2 separate regions of the Sus scrofa genome follow, and region 1 is linked to region 2. A link is a contact called in public HiChIP or PLAC-seq data. All regions are on one chromosome and are shown on one strand. The core of a region is the stretch at or near the end of the contact, and the rest is flanking DNA. Distances in the headings are between cores, read along the strand shown.

The links. HiChIP or PLAC-seq counts read pairs in DNA pulled down with a chosen protein or histone mark.
Region 1: an H3K27ac HiChIP or PLAC-seq map of skeletal muscle shows a contact between it and region 2. The contact joins the enhancer-like site here to the promoter of PDGFRB in region 2. A contact is called at or near these places in 2 of 5 promoter capture datasets (fetal skeletal muscle and liver), 23 of 47 Hi-C or Micro-C datasets (adipose tissue, alveolar macrophages, brain and 13 more) and 1 of 2 datasets of contacts at active chromatin or transcription factors (skeletal muscle).

Annotation. Positions count from the first base shown.
Region 1 is chr2:151,245,542-151,249,394 of Sscrofa11.1, forward strand. CAMK2A (calcium/calmodulin-dependent protein kinase type II subunit alpha) reads right to left here. Exons shown (of 20, transcript XM_021085017.1): 20 at 2,815-3,853. Among named protein-coding and RNA genes, the nearest start is that of SLC6A7, 26 kb to the left of the region's middle. Within about 2 kb of position 1,795, at least 60 of the 83 cell types and tissues checked have an H3K27ac peak or open chromatin away from gene starts, as enhancers often do. A contact at or near this core is called in adipose tissue, brain, fetal skeletal muscle and 5 more, where this site is marked.
Region 2 is chr2:151,191,511-151,195,280 of Sscrofa11.1, forward strand. It overlaps PDGFRB (platelet-derived growth factor receptor beta), which reads right to left and starts at 1,308. Exons shown (of 23, transcript XM_021085013.1): 1 at 702-1,308.

The DNA of each region.
Region 1 (3,853 bases), core at 545-3,044, 55 kb after region 2:
GGGGGCGCGTGACGCAGGATTCCCAAACCGAGTCCGGCCGCCTGGAGCCTGGCCAGCCCCGTTTCCTAGGCCCTGAGGGTGGGGCCTGAAGGATCTGTATTTGCAGCAAATTCCCTGGGCGACTCTGAGCAGCCAGCCCAGTTCCCATACCGGAGAGCACAGGTCCACCCCCGCTGTTGCGATAAGGAGGAAACTGAGGCCCAGCGAGGAAGGGGCCTCAGCCAAGATCACGCTGGGACAAGGATGACAATCCCTTTTCCTTGAGGGGGGGGTAGTCCACTTCCGGGTGACTCCCCCCACACCCGCCCAGGGCCCTGGCAGGGACGGGCCTGGAGGGGGGCCAGGGAGACCCCAGCGGCCCAGGTGGAGAGGGGAGGGTGGGGCTGGTCCCAGGAGGAAGGGCAAGGAGGAGGGACCGTTCCCACAGGATGGGACCTGCCCCACTCTGCCCTGTGCAAACACTTCCAGCCCGGACTGGGGAAGGCTATGCTCACGCCCTTGGCAGGCACGCCCCTGGGGCGTTCCGGCTCCTTCTCCCCCAGCCCCCACCGGGCCCACGGCTCTAGCTCTCAGCGCAGCTCTCACCTGCACCCTCCCGCACCCGTCCCGCACCCCTCCCACTACTGAGCCTCCACACAAAACCCCAGAGCCCCGGCCGCTGCCATGGCCCTTGTGCTCCTTCTCTCTCCCTCCCCCGAGCGCTGGTTCTCACTCTGTCGGTGGCTTCAGGGACTCCTGGGGACAGGAGACAGGCTGGCTCACCTCCACGTGCCCTCAGAGCCCAACGCGACTGCAGCGTGCCCTAACAGGTGCTCCCAACTCTGAATCTCACCTCCCTCCCTGGGCCGTGTTCGGCAGGTGCTTTCACTTTGGGCACCACTGTCTCCTTGGTGGTAGAATGAAGAGAAGGGTAGTGCCCAGCAAAGGGTGAAGTGAGGGTCCCCGAGGGTCATGGTGCCCAGCAAAGGGTGACGTGAACTCGGTGGTGAGGGCAGGTGTAAGGAGGTTGGCGGGCCTGGCGCTTGGTGTCAGGGTCTGCCGTTGGCATTGCCTTGGCGGGTGGGTTATCCGTGCTGCTCCACGTGCTCTGGCAGCACGCACGCGTCAGGGGTGTGCTCCTGGAAGCATACCAATACCTCCTGCTGCACCCCGAGCCCACCGCCTTCAAGGAGCCCACGGTTTTGCAGACGTTTGCTCAGGTTCAAACCAGTGAACCCGGGGAGGTGGGGAGGGGGTCAAGCGACCCATGGAGGGACCTTATGGGGGGGGGGGCCCTTCCCGGAGCCGGTCCTGAAGGAACTGCATCCCAAAGGGTGCGGAGGCCTTGCTGTGCCCGAGCAAGGAACTGGAGGCCAGCCAGCCCGGCGCAGGGTTTTGGAGAAAAGGGCGGTGAGGAGGTGGGACAAGGGGTGTGGACAGCGAAGACGTGAGGCAGTGGCCAGGAGGGTCAGGGGTCAAGAGAGGGGGCTCCTGAGAATCCCAGCCACTGCCATGGCGTCCAGAGATGGGGGCACACACCGCTGGGGGGGCCCTGGAGGGAGCAGAGCTCTGCTGTGCAAGTCTCTGTCCTGCGAGAAGCCTCTTGGCCCCTGAGCCTCACTTTCTTCATCTTCACATCGGGGCTCGTGTAACTTGGACAAGAGGCGTGGAAGCCCTATGCGAGCTGTAAAGGATGGCGCCCGTGAGGTGGCCAAGGAGAGGCTGTCTCTGGAGGCCCAGCTCCCTGACTTCGCAGGCTCAGGGACCCCACCTCCCGCAACGTGCTCCTGGGCTGCCACCTTCTGGCAAGTGTCTGCAATGGCAGCCCGAGTCCTCCAGCCCTTCCTCTGCAGTCGGAGAGCCCAGGGCCCTTAAAGGCTCAGGTCCAAGCAGTCCCGGGGCGCCGTGCCAGGTTCCGGGGTCCCTCTGCGACTCCACCCCTTGCCCTTTTCGCCTCGCTGCCAAGGTCCTCTCATGTGCAAGGGGCCCATGACACGCGCCCTGGTGGCCTCAGAGGCTGGCCCCCAGGGACCCAGCAAGTGGCTGGTGGGAGGATTCTGGAGCCAGACCTTGGAGCAGGGTCTGGAGAGGACCTTGGGCTCCAAAAGGCACATCCCCCAAAGCTGCGGGCCCAGGCCTCGTAGCTGGGGCCTGGCTTACTGAGACCGTCCCCTCTGGTTCGCCCAGGACTCTGGGTTCCACACTGATCATTCCCGTCAACACACAGGACAGCTGGCGGCCCTGTCATAGCCTGAGGAGGGGCCAAAGCCTCCGCACCAGCACCCCGGCTCGGCCCCGCGGCGGCCTGGGGCCGGAGGACCAAACTAGTCTCCAAGGCGGCAACGCCCCCCTCCCCTGCTGGGGCCCCGCCGCCCTCCCCCTCTCCAGCCCAAAGCCCCCCTCCCCTACCCCGTCTCCAAACCCCTCCCGGGCCCGGGGGGCTGGTCTCCGAGGTAGAGCGGAGGAAAGAGGGTGGGGGAGGAGGGGCTTTCTGGAAAAGCCCGTGTCACACAAGGAAGCCGAGGCCGGGACGAGAGCCTTGTCCCAGGCCCCCGGGGAGGCTCTGCTATTGGCCGTGGGTGACAAGGCACGTCCACCCCTTGCTCCGTCCGGTTAAGGGCCCCCGATGAGCGATGAGCGGAGAAGAAACCAGCCGCGCCCCTGCCTCCAAAGTGGAGGCACCTGGGCCGGGCGTAATCTCACAGCGATTGGCTCAGCCTTGAGCACGTGACTGCGCCGGTCCAATCAGAATGAAGCCCTGGACTTCACTCTCGCAACGGGGAAGGCCCGGCAAACCTCCCGCCACCTGCTTGACCGAGCCCAGGAGACAGCGAGTGCACGGAAGTTTGTAGCTTTTTATTGCACTGAAAACACCAATAATAAAACAGACACCCCTTCTTCCCCCCAGCCCCACAATAGCAGAAAGTTTGAGCAGTGGTCATTCAAGTTCACAGCCACATGTTATAAAAAAAGAACGGAAACAAACCCCCAAACAAATAGTAACAAAGAAACCAGCACGGGGAATCTGGCAAACACATCCCCCAGAGGGTCCCCCTTTGAAGGGAGACGGGAGGCAGTGGGTTAGGACCAGCCCTCGCTGGGCGCACCTCCAGGTGAGTGCTTTTAAGTCACGGACTCATCTTAAGTCTGGAGTTTTTGCATCGACGGGATGTTTGCCTGCCTGGTAGAGTGAGCGCTGGGCCGCTTTGCCTGCCAGCCTACCCTGCCTTCCACCTCGAGGTCACGCCAGTAGCCTGTGGGCCACACTGGCTGGCTGCCCACCGCCAGGCACGGCCACCTTGGCCTGGGGTAGGGACCCACTTCTCTAGCGTCCAGAGAGGGGTACGGCGGACGGGAGGTGGGAGTCCTCCAGCTCAGCTCCCTCTGGTGGGAGCTGAGGACCACAGCAGGGAAGGGGCTCATCCATGCAGCAAGTCTGGTCGGAGCCATGGATGGAAGCCTAATAACCTGCAAAGGGTAGCTCTCCTCGCACCCACCCTCCCCGCAGTCCCTGCTGATCAGCAGTGGACAGGCACCAAGGAGAGGGAGGGGCAGGCGGGGCAGGGGAGGGGGACTGGCCAGGCGCGGAAAGGAACAGCGGTTCAGCCAGTGACTCACCCTGTCAGCTCCCACGGGTGGGCGGATGGGCTTCGCTTCTCCATCCTGTTTGATTCCCCCATCAGCCCTGCCAATAGGCTAGGCTGGAAGATTAAACCCCTTTAACAGAGGGGGAAACTGAGGCTGAAGAAGGGACCAGACTTTGCCTTGGTAATTGCAGCAGCCCCTCACCTTAGGCCGGGGGATGGCTGTGGGAGCTGGCAGCTCACCGGGAAGGCAGGCAGTTTTGCAGCTGGGGCACTGGGATCACTGGGCC
Region 2 (3,770 bases), core at 58-2,557:
TGGGGGGAGCGGAGAAGGAGGGAGACCACCAGGAGGCCTGAGCAGCTGCCTGGGACTGGAGGAAAGCGCCCCACAGCCGATCCCCCTTTTCCAGAGAGGAACCCCCAGATCCGACGGTCGGATTCCAGACGCCCAGTCTGGGCTGCGGGACGTGACCGCCAGGACGGGCCTGCCGTGGCCCCATCGCCTTCGCACTTTCCCAGCCGCTGGGGGTTTGGAAGGACACTTTAGGAATCTGGAAAATTTGCAAATCCATTTAAATCCTGAGACGTTGCCTGGCGGCTGACTGGCCTAAAGCCAGACAGACTCTCAGGGACAAGGCTTGGGCCTGGGGACAGAGGCTGCGAGTCTGAGGTCCCTGGTCCACGCACCCTGCCAGCCATCTCCCAATTCCTCTCTCACGTCCTTCCCGCTCTCCCTGCCCCTCCCGCAGGCGGTTCTATGCTTTGGAGGCGCCCCTGCCCCACTTAGCACCCAGCAACCTCTGGGGTTTGCTTGGGGCAGGAGGCGTCCACCCCAGAAGCAGCCGGAGCAGGAGGGAGCTCGCTCCTCCGGCCCTGAGGTCGTTCACAGCCTCCTGGCCACCTCCCATCTGGTTTTGTTAAAAATATTTTCCATTTTTTGACCTACCCAACAAGGCGCAGTCTGGGACAAGGGGACAGGACCAGGGGCTGGGCTTCTCTCCTCTTTCCGGCACTTACCTTGCTGCTGATGCCTCCTGTGGTGTGGGCAGGGTCCTGGGCTCTGGCTGCCGCCCCCTCCAGGAAGACCTCCACACCGCCTACTCTCTGCTGTTACCAGAAAGACGTTGCTGGACCCGAAATGGGGCAGCAGCGGGCAGGGAGGCCGTGAGGACGGCTGCAGGCTCCCGGAGCCCCGGGAGAACCGAGGGAGTCGGGGGCTGCAGGGGTGAGGAGTGGCCTCACTCCGAAAGCATCCTTCTGGAGCAGCCGGGCTGCCAGGAAGGGCCGCCCTGGTCTGGCTGCTGCCTGGTGGCGCTGGTCAGGGGGGCCCGGCTCCCTCCTCCTAGTCCCTCCTCCTCTCGGGCTCCAAGTGGCTCACAAAACGGTCCTGGGTCCCAGACGGGGTGGGCAGGGACTGCGGGCTGCTGGCTGCCCCGGGAGCTCACACCACTGTGGGCTTGGCTGCCCCCCCACCTTGGGGGAAAGGCTGCAGGGCGGCCTCTGATTGGCTCAGCTGGGAGAAGGGGGCCGGAGCGGGGAGGGTGGACGCGTGCGTCTGTTTTCAATTTTCAGCCCCCTCTCTTCTCCCCCAAGTTTCTTGTTTTTCTTCCTCTTTCCCTCTGCTGCTCCCTCCCGTAGCCTGCTCGCTCAGGATGTGAGGGGATGTTTAGAAATTCCGCAGCCCACGCCAGCCAGCGGCTGAGTCACTTTTATTAAAGAGTGGCTGGCCCCACTCGCCTGCTGCCTGTCTCGGTGGCAGCCTCCCTTCGCCGTGGCGCCTGGGGGCGGGTCCCTGCTCTGTGCTGGGCTCTCCCGTCTGCAAAGGGAGCCCCGATAACCTACCCGGTTGACTCAGTCCCCATCGGTTCACCTGGGTGCACTTCCTGTGCTTCAGCCCCGCGCAGGGGTGGGCGGCCATCCTCGTTAGGGCGGGGGGCTGAGAGTGGAGAGTGCACGAGAGAGGGCGCTCGCCGAGGCCGGAGGGAATTGGAATGGGCTTCGCAGGAAAGGGGGACATAGACGAGGCAGAAAGCCCTTCTGAGGCCACCGGTCCCTCCTCAGAGGAAGAAGTCGAGACCCAGGCGTGAACAGCAGAGAGGGAGAGCGACCCGCCTAAGGACACCCAGCAGGCTTCCGATTCCAGGCACCTTCCTCCATCATCCCCAAACCCTGGAGTACCAGAAAGGGTTGATCCCTCATGGTCTAGACCAGGAACTATAGCCCGCAAGTGAGTGTCCCAAAGTCACAGCTACGGCGGAGCCGAGCCGGGTCTCACGCGCGACGTGATGGAGCAGAAACAGGCCATCTGAGGCCGACAGCTGGCCCTCTGCAGTGTCACCAGGCGCCCCCACCCACCTTCTTCCTGGGTCCCTCTCGCGCATTTCCGCGTCCGGCTACCTGCCCTTTCCGTGCTCCCGGCCCCTCTGCTCCTCCACGCCGAGATCCGCCAGGGTGCCTCCAGGAACCCCGGGCCTCTCACCCTCACTCCTTGAACTCTCGCGTCTCAGGTCAGAACACGTCTCTAGGCACAGACTCCTGGCCTAAGGACATCATTTGCGAACAGCTTAGAGAGGAGTTCCTGTCGCGGCCTCAGTGGAAACGAATCCGACTAGTACCCATGAGGATGTGGGTTCGATCCCTGGCCTTGCTCAGTGGGTTAAGGATCCACCGTTGCCGTGAGCGGCGGTGTAGGTGCAGACACGGCTCGGATCCCGCGTTGCTGTGGCTGTGGTGTAGGCCGCAGCTACAGCTCTGATTCGATCCCTAGCCCGGGAACCTCCATATGCTGCAGGTGGGGCCCTAAGACAAAGTAAATAAATAAATAAATAGGCTTAGAGAGTCGAGTGAAGTCACCCCCCCACCCCACTACTGTGCACACGGGGAAACGGAGCCCCAGGGAGGGAAGAGAGGCGTCCGGGCACCCAGGTAGAGCCTGACTCTGCCCAGGGCTCCTTCCCTGCCGCCCTCTGTCTCCCCCCCGCTCCCGGGGCTCCCAGGGTCCTGTTCTGGGGGGAAGGGGTACCTGAGGTAGGGTTTCACCGTAACCTCTCCTGCGGCCATTCCTGGCTGTGGCCCGTGGGGGTCGCCCAGCAAAGCATCTGGGCTGGGCCACACTGGGGAGACGGGCTCAGTCTGGCTCCAGGCCGCGGGGTGGGGGCCACAGGGCCTCCCCAGAGAAGGGGCCTGGCCTAGGTCGCTGGCAACGTGGTCCTGGGGGATGTGGAGGACGCCAAGGGCCACAGGGTCCAGCGAGAATGGGAGGCATTTCCACCCGAGAGCGCTTGGGTATTGGGGTCTCAGGCCTGGCTGCAGCCTGCACGGCTCTGCGTGGGCACCTCGCCTTCCCTGAGCCCAGGTCCCCTGGGTGGTCTCAGCGGGCAGGGGCGGGGGTGGGGGCGCTCCACCCGCAAGTTTCTTAGCGTTGGACTCTAGCTGGGGGAGGAGGCCAGTGGGCCCCAGGGCAAGGGGACAGCTGGGGGCCAGAGATGCAGCACAGAGGGGAGGGGGCGGCTGCTGGTGGTTCCCCGGGGAAGCTGGCGGCCGCTGGTTTCCGGCCAGCCCGGCCGTCCGGCTGGCCCATCTGGAATCACTTAGCCCCTACCACCGTTAACCCTTGGCAGGCACCAGGGCTGCTATGCCTCCTCATAGCCGAGATGGGGCTGGGGGATTCGGAACCACCTGGAACACCTCAGGGCACTCGCTGAGGGCTGGACAGCCACGGAAGAAGGGTCATGACGGACAGGGCAGGCTCTCCAGAGGGAGTGAGAGAGCTGGGTTCGAATCCCCGTTTCTCCAGTTCCAAGCTCTATGATCTGGGGCAAATTGCTTAAGCTTCTGAGCCTTAGTTTCCTCCTCTGGAAAATGGACATGATTCAAGGAATGGCTCTGAAGACTGTCGTCACTTGTAAGAAACGGCAAGGGCTACCTAGGGCGGGTCTGAGGCGTTCCCAGACGGGTGCGTCTCCCTCCCTCCGGCTGCAGCCCAGCCCCGTGTCCCCTGTGCTGGCTCTCCCTTCTCAGGGCCCCCCTTTGCCCTGGGAGCTCTGAAGGAGTGGCCAGTGGCCAGCGTGGGGCCGTCGGGCTGGG